2 separate regions of the Mus musculus genome follow, and region 2 is linked to region 1. A link is a contact called in public Hi-C data. All regions are on one chromosome and are shown on one strand. The core of a region is the stretch at or near the end of the contact, and the rest is flanking DNA. Distances in the headings are between cores, read along the strand shown.

Evidence for each region. Hi-C and Micro-C count contacts between places; a contact is called where the count stands out from the background.
Region 2: a Hi-C map of liver shows a contact between it and region 1, with 4 times the contacts expected there. The contact joins two enhancer-like sites. A contact is called at or near these places in 3 of 39 promoter capture datasets (the C10 cell line, cranial neural crest and embryonic stem cells), 1 of 15 datasets of contacts at CTCF or cohesin (pro-B cells), 4 of 484 Hi-C or Micro-C datasets (the C2C12 cell line, bone marrow-derived macrophages and liver) and 2 of 115 datasets of contacts at active chromatin or transcription factors (hepatocytes and neural progenitor cells).

The regions. Positions count from the first base shown.
Region 1 is chr6:145,827,284-145,831,439 of GRCm38.p6, reverse strand. No RefSeq gene overlaps it. Among named protein-coding and RNA genes, the nearest start is that of Gm38927, 13 kb to the left of the region's middle. Within about 2 kb of position 1,844, at least 30 of the 459 cell types and tissues checked have an H3K27ac peak or open chromatin away from gene starts, as enhancers often do. A contact at or near this core is called in hepatocytes and liver, where this site is marked.
Region 2 is chr6:146,125,250-146,129,405 of GRCm38.p6, reverse strand. The region is part of intron 55 of Itpr2 (inositol 1,4,5-triphosphate receptor 2); the gene reads left to right. Among named protein-coding and RNA genes, the nearest start is that of Gm35768, 17 kb to the left of the region's middle. Within about 2 kb of position 2,360, at least 29 of the 459 cell types and tissues checked have an H3K27ac peak or open chromatin away from gene starts, as enhancers often do. A contact at or near this core is called in hepatocytes and liver, where this site is marked.

The DNA of each region.
Region 1 (4,156 bases), core at 595-3,094:
TATTAAAGGGAAATAATGCCTCCAGTTTCTGGGACCACCAAAGACAGCTCTGGGAATTTCTGCATGTCCCCTGGTTTATGGAACTGCTCTATTTGAGAGCCACTAACTCGGGTAGAAAGATGCTCTCTCTTAAGTGTTGTCTCGGAGTCTGGAGTCAGAAGTGGTTTCTTATTGTGCTGTCTTATGGAACTTTAAATCTACTTTTAATAAAATTCTTACTTGGGTATTTTGTTGGATCACATGAGTACAGTATTCCAAGCTGTCTTTGGGAACACTCGAGCCCTGGGTGATGCTGCCCTCTGCCCTAGCTTTGTAAGTAACCCCCTGTGGTGGTTAATATTGCCATCTTTACAGGATCTGGGAGATAGACTTCTGGGTGTGTCTGTAAGGGAGTTTCTGGGTAGCGTTAAGGGGTAGACTCACCTCAACCATGGTTAGCACCATGCTGTGCTCTGGGTCCTAGACCAGATAAAAAGAAGGAAGTGTGCTGAGCATCAGCGTTCATCTGGCTCAGATTCCTGACTGCAGATACAGTGCGAACAGTAGCTCATACGCTCCGTGCCCACCCCACCCCACCGTGACAGACTCTCGACCCGCCTTGCCTTCCATAAGTTGCTCTTGCCAGACATTTTGTCATAGCAACCAGGGAAGTAACAGACAGCCCTGCCTTTGTAAACATTCTCATGTGACACTCTGACGCTCCAGTGTTCCCAGCCAGTCGGTGTCTGTCACCCTAACCCTGGCAGTGTCCCTCAAAGCCTCTACTACAAAGTGTTCACACTTGATTATAGTGACCTCTGCAGCATGGGTCAAATTCATAGTAGGTTAAAAAAAAAAAAAAGAAAAGAAAGAAACCACCAATTACTACAAGACCTTACAGAAACACTAATTTTACATTTGAAGATTCTACAAAATGTGACGTCCCGTTGCCTCAGAGACACTCAGTGACATATTAGCCTATAAAACACGCTCACTGCTGTTTCTTCACTGGTAAAGGACCCATTTAGGTCCTTGGCATAAGAAGAACATCCTCTTTCAGAATCAATGATTCTTGCAAGCAGTTCCCTTCCTGGGTATGGAGGCCCGCCTTTGCTCCGATCGGTTCACCTAGCTTCGCAGCACCGGCCAGTAGACTGGCGGTGGCTGCTGCCCCCTAGTGTATAGTTATTAGCTACTGCAGGCACTGAGTTCTTGAATCACCCAGGGAACCTTATGAATGGAAAATAAATGAAGTAATAAAAATAATGGAGACATTTACAATGTCTTAGTCTTTCAGAATGAGTACTTAGAACACTTTTCCAACAATTTCTGAGAGGAATGGCTGTTAAATCTGTCTGTCGCTCTGCCTGCCTGCCTGCCTGCCTGTCTCTCCTCTCTGTTTCTTTCTGTTCTCCTCCCTCTCCCTCTCCCTCTCTCCCTCCTCTCCCCTCTCCCTCTCCCTCTCCCTCTCCCTCTCTCTCTCCCTCTCTCCCTCCTAGCTTTTTTTCCAGTTCTAGTCAGCCATGTAGTTTACAGGACTCAGTGCTGACAGAAAAGGAAATTGTGACAGTGACAGTATGAATTGCCCTGACTTCTCTCTGCTCGCCACGTTTTAATATTGGCAGTTTCAAATGCGAATCTAGGAAAAAAAATTAAATATTAAATCAATTTACCCATCTTATATAGTGCCAATCAATGTGAAAAGAACAGCAAATGAACTCTCATGACAAGCAGAGAGAAGTGGGCCAGAGGGGGCTCCACCCCCGTCACCTTTGGCCTCGCTCGATAGCTTCAGCATACATGGCTGGCAAAGAGATGGGAGTAATGGAGGGCATGTCAGGACCTCTCAGCCTCCTGTTTCCCGGGCCAGGGTGTTGTGTCACTGTGAGTCCAGGTTCTATGGGAGCCGATGGCTTTCCCACAGTGACCTCACCCCTGAAGCCTGCTGTTCTGTGGTACTGGGACATCGAGAATTCGGCATGTAGACAAGAAGTAAGGAATAGCAGATGTGTGCTGGTCACGAAGGTCACCTCTGCTCTTGCTCATGGCCCTGTGTCCCAAGAGACTTCCTTTACAAAGTACAGATGGGATGATGAAGAGTCCTGTGATGGTGGCAGGTGACTAGTGACGCCAGAGCAGGGCCTTCTGAGGGCCTTGCCTAGGGGTAGAGGTTGTGTGTCTGTGACCCGGATCCCAGGGAGCCGAGTCTGTTCCATGAAATACAATCAATAGTTGATGCCCTTCGCTTGGTGTCCATCCGTTCAAAACAGGAATACTGACTGTAGCTGGCTGGGACAGGGCGGTGGGGGTTTTGTCCCTGTCCAGCTAATGGTCAGAAGTTATTCACGTGCCAGGCAGGGGCAGGAATAGAGGAACTCACTCTGTGGCTGGAGCCATAAGACTATGTCCTGGACTCCACAACACCCTGAGTGTGTTCTAGCTCAAGTAGTGTCACCACGTTCGGGTGGAGGAAAAGTGACTAAATGCTTGCCATAGTTTTATTTATTTATTTATTTATTTATTTATTTATTTATTTATTTATTTAGTGGGGCTGGACACAATGTAGATCAGGCTTGCCTACTCTTGAGATCTGCCTGTCCGTGCTTGCTAAGTGCCTGGATTTAACAATGTACACCACCATGCCCGCATTTTACTGCAGAGTCCCCTACTACATAGAAGCCCAAAAGACTCTTTAGCTCAGACACACTGAGGCAAATGGGAGGTCACCGTCAAAGTTCACTGGTTATCGAGAAGAGAAAAGCTCCAGGGTTTGTTCAGCTTAACTTCCTAGCAAGCATAACTCCACGTACCCTATATGAGCAAGGAGGATATTCATGGAAAAACTGTAGCTAATTTTATCAAAGACTCACTGGGCACGCATGTGTGCAGTGGATAGAGCCCTGAGGATTGCTGTGAACGCAGGGAGCAGGGCTGAGGGTGTGGGGTGGAGCTGTCTCCTTCCCACTGAGTTTGGTACCATACAGTAACATACAGTACATACAATACAAGTAACATACAGAAAACAAGAACCGAGTCATCTGCTGTCCCAAGGAAAGCAGCTTTGGAAGGGTTTGTCTTGTCTCACAGTTCCAGGGTGCAGTCCATCCGGAGCTTGAGGTGGCTGGTCACAGTGCAGCAATCAGGAAGCAGAATGGTGGGTGTCTGGGCTCAGCTGCCTTTCTTCTTTGTATTCAGTCTGAGACTCGAATGGAGGGAATGGCGCCATTGGTGGGCAGATCTTTTAGTACTTTGTAGTAGAATCAAGATAGCCTCCTCAAACCCACCCAGAGGTTCGTCTCACAGAGGAGTCTAGAGCTCATCAAACTGACAACCGAGATTAGCCACACAACAGGCACAATTTGATTGTTTTGTTTGTTTGTAAAAGTCCCATCTTGGCTTCCCGTGTCGTCTCCAAAGGCTGAGGCTCATTTAGTTGGTTCTTGATAAATGACGCTGATTGCCATCAGCTCATTCACTCGGAAATCACTCTCTCCCTGCTCTGTTTCCCTTCCCTGTGCAGTTTAGTCATCTTGACTGGCTCACGGGCAACCGGCTTCTCCAAGTGTGTCTGGGAGAGCCCTCCCGGTTGTAGCATTTGGGTTGGTGGTTCTCTCCATCGCAGATGGCCGCCATTTAATATTTTGAATGTCTGAACAGAAACAGGAAGAGTTAGGGGGAATTCTACTTTGCCTAACTGCTTGGCCCTGAACATTGGTTTTCTATCATGACAACAAACTTCCCGAGAGAAACAACTTGCAAGGAAAGGTTTCATGTCTGACTCACAGCTCCTGCAGTTTCAGTTTGTGCTTGCTTATAGGCCAGCGTCAAGACTGAACAGCATAACATCAGGCTGTTCTCATGGTAACAAGGGGAAGAGATGGTGGCAAAATACACCTCATCAATCTATGCCTCCAGCCACCTACTTTCTCCCACCTTCTAAAGTTTCCAAAGCCTCCCAGTAGCCCATTCATATATGGATTTGTCAGCCCCACAGTCAGTCAACCCCAGAGGCCCCACCTCTGACTACCTGCACCTGTCTACATGTGAGCCGGGGGGACACTCTTAGGATCCAGAAACACTGTCTCCTATCTCTCACACAGGCCTCACAGTGACTACTCTTGGCTCTTAGATACTGGATTTATACTTCCTGGGGCCTCAGCTTCTCTTGGTAGGTTGT
Region 2 (4,156 bases), core at 1,111-3,610, 300 kb before region 1:
GGGTGCTCACAGTGTCACCACTTCCTGCTCAGGGTCTGCCCATTGTGTGCCCCCTGGATTGCTGGCCACTGCCACCTCATCTTTCATTATCTCACTCAGGTAGAAGAGCCGGCAGCAGCATCCTGTGTGAGCCTTTGTAACAGCAGAGCTGCCTTTGCCGATGGTATCTATGCCTTTAACGAGTCGAGAGATTTACCCAGTTTAGTTTCCCGCAGCAAATCATTGGGGAGCCAGAGTGACAGCTCAGCCAATAAAAGGTTCATTTTGCAAGCAAGAGGACCTGAGTGTGATTCCCAGAATCTGCATCTTAAAAGCCAGGCGTGGTGGTGCATAAGCGTAGTCCCATCACTGGAGAGTGAAAACAGCTGGTCACTGTGACCTGCTGGCCAGCCAACCCTGATTACCCCGTGACCTCTAGGCCAATGGGGGACACTGTCTCAAAACAAAATCCAAACCCAAGGCAGATGGCACCTGAGGAATGATGGCTCAAGGTGACCTCTTGTGTGCACACACCTACGTGAACTCCTACCCACACACTTGTACACCCCCATGCACGAGCATGCACACACACACACACAAGGCAATTCTTTATTACATCTTAATTTCTAGAACAAGCACATGTGGGTTGGTTTCAATGAGAATGGTCCCCAGAGGTTCATATATTTAAATACTTGGCCCCTGATTGGTGGAACTGTTTGGGAAGGATTAGAAGGTGTGGCCTTATTGGAGAAGGTGCGTCACTAGGGTGGGCTTTGATAATTCAGAAAGACTGAATCTATTCCCATAAACCATATTAAATGCTTTCTTTTATAAGTTGCCTTGGCTGTGGTATTTTGGCACAGTAGTAGAAACTAAGTAATAAGACACTGAAACAAAATTTTATTTTAAGACATAAAACATTATAAATTTACATATGGAGGTAAACAAGAGCAAGCAGCTCGACATGTTAGTTTGAGGCATTTACTTAACAAGCATCTCCTTTTGTCCTGACTTTGAGGATGAAGTATGACATTGAAAAAAACGTAAGTCTGAGAGATGGGGAGATGGCTCAGTAGTTAAATCACTCACCACCAAAACAAGAAGATCTGAATTCAGATCCCCAGAATTCATGTAAATGATATGTGGGCATCCTGACCCAGGTGGCCCACCTGCAATTTTCAGCCTCAAGAGATGGAGACATGGACCATGCAGGCTAGGAAGGACAGCTCGCATCAGTGAGCTCTGGGTTTAAGAGATCTTGCCTTAAAACATAAGGTGGAAAAGCAATAGAGGTAGATTTAACATTCAACGTAGGGTGTACCTGCTTGTGTGCACCAGTACACACACACACATACACACACACACGAGCTTACACATGTGCATGCTGCACAGGTATATACCATACACATAAAGAGGAAAAAAAGGAAAAATATAAGTAAAAATGGCTTTGACTTTCATAAAATAAAAGATTCATCTTATTAAAGCTTCAGCAGCCACTTCTTAAAGCTCTGCATGCATTGGGGATATTCCATGTTCTACACAAGTAAAAACATTTTAGCTACCCATGCTTTGGCTCTTATCAAGTTTCTAGTTACATCTCATTTTTTGTGGTGGTGGTGGTATTCTGAGTTCCTCTCACTGGCATGAAGATGGTTTGTCTGGCTTAAAAAGAGCCCGTGTGAACCTTGTCAGAGAGACCTGAAATAAAGCTGTGGCGTGCCCTTGTGTTCACACTAAGTCAGGTTGATCTCTGTGTGCCTCAGCTCACAATTCACACTCCTCACTATCACTCCCAAGCGACACCAGATATCTGTAGTCAGAGCACTGCCTTGCTAAAAATAGAACACAGTGATACCCAGGTACCACCCAGGGAGGCCGCCTCGCAAAGCGACAGATGGCCTCTCTGGAACAGCACCATGCCACAGGCTCTCTCAGGTGACAGAGTGCAGATCTCGTGCCAGCCCTTGCCAGCTCTGATCCTAGATGCTATCGGGCACACAGAATGAAATGGATAGGCATCCCCTAGCCAGACTTGGAAAGCAGCATGTAGAGATGCCAGAGTGTCCTTGATTCAGCAAGGCAAGTGATCATTTCCAGCTAGTACACAGCCGGCCATTGTATTTCCCGCCTCTGAGGAGCCAGGATACATCCAGAAAGTTGCTTAATGAGCAGAGGTTGGGCGCGGGGGAGCTAACTGGCTGGCTGTGTGATGTGCATGTTTAGTGGAACAGTCGGGGATGTGTTGCTGTGACCTTGTTATTCAGCACAGGTTCCTGCTAGCAAGTAGATGAGGCCAGGAGGACGAGCATCTTGGCCATACCATGTGCTAGCTCTGAGGTTACTGGAAATCATTGAACCTGCCTTGGCCTTGTTGTGAAACCTAGTTCATCCAGTCACTTGTTTACCAACCACATGACTTGCATTATGTTGGGCACCTGCCCTGGAACAACAGTAACTAAGGTCACATGCCCTTTCTACAGCCATCACAACACACTGAGATCCTATACAATAGGCTGCCACTAAAGCAAATGGGGATAACAGGAGGGACAGGAGGTTCTGTTTCAAGTGGGTTGGTAGGTAGAAGGTTTACATTGTATGTGACATCAACTATGTGTGCCCTGTGAAACCCCACTTTGCAAGAAAGTGGAAGTCTCTTTGGTAAGTTCTTTCTAACTTTATTGCTTAATCTGATGGTGTACATTAAAATAGTTTGTTTTGTTTACACACTGGTCTTATTAAAATGTTGCACATAATATAGTTCGTTTTGCAAGGCAAATCTTCCTTTCAGTGTGCCTAATGAATCTGCTACTCAAAGAATCCCATAATGGTAGTTTAGGGGTGTTCTGCCAAGCGTGTATGAAGCCCTAGGTTTGGGCCCCCAGAGTATACAGGAAAGAAGGAAGGAAAGGGGGGAAAAGGAGAAGAAAAATGGAAAGGAAGGGAAAAGGAAGAGACTTTATATCAAGCTGCCCTAAATATAACTGTATCTTAGGTCACCATAATAAAGTTATCATTATTCCTGAACTCGTTGGTAACTGTTGCCACCTATATGGTGACAAGCTGGGTCATCACGGAGTCTTCACCAGATCTTTAAGGGAACCGAAAAGGAATTAGGAGGCAATGGGGCAAGGTGGGAGTAAAGGTTATTCTGAAGAGCGGAAAAGAGGAGTTCCATGTGCAATAGAATCTATACGCTCTGATGAGGGACCAAGACATAGCCTTCTCTGTGATGATACTGAGCAGGTCAAGGACCAAGCCTTAGCCTTTTGCTAGATGATGCTGAGCAGACAAGAGGGCTTTAGCCCATCTACCCAGTGTCCAACTCAGCCAAATGTGAGGCTCATGGCACTGTGTGGGATAAACAAGCATGCTAATTATTTTAAAAAGGAAGGAAAGAAGAAAGAAAAGACTGAAACATTAATTTAAAAACTCATTCTATGTGTATGGATGTCTTATCAGCATATATGTCTAGCATTGAATGTGTGCCTGGTGACTATGAGCTCAGGAGAGGATGTCAACTCCCTTGGAACTGGAGTTACAGGTGTTTATCAGCCACCAAATGAGCACCTGGGAACTGATCCAGGGTCTCCTGGAAGATCAGCAAATGCTCTTAACTGCTGAGCCATCTCTCCAGGCCTGCAAAATATTAACTTTTGAAGCACTAACTACAATGTCTTTTATAAAATATTGATGGGGATCACACAAAGATGAGGCCAATTCCAGTAAAACTGAGCCAGAGAAGTGCCCTCGCCTGCCCAGTAAGGCACTCTGGCTGGGGAGCAGGAGAAAAAAGTGAGTTGCATGGGGCCTAGGAAGTCTTGGCTGCAAACACTGGTGACACAATCCCTTTTCCATTCTGATGACAAATTTTAAATTCTAATAAATCCTATTTGTGAGGCCACTAAAGAGACCTGTCAGCTCAGAAGTAGCTATGCATTCACAGTCTTCCTACAGAAGCCACAAACTGGGCCAAAGTGCAGGCATCTCCGAGAATCTAATTTCCAAGTGTGATGTAGTGCCAGAGCCATACATGGCTCCAAGAGATGGCTCTGAGTGTCCGGCACTCTTCCCTGTGTGACTGGAATCCTCTCAGAGCTCAGACCCATTTGACTTGGTGATTGCAAGTAGCTCTTTGAGAACTCTCTGGGTGTCATGACCAGTGAAGGAGGAAGCCCAG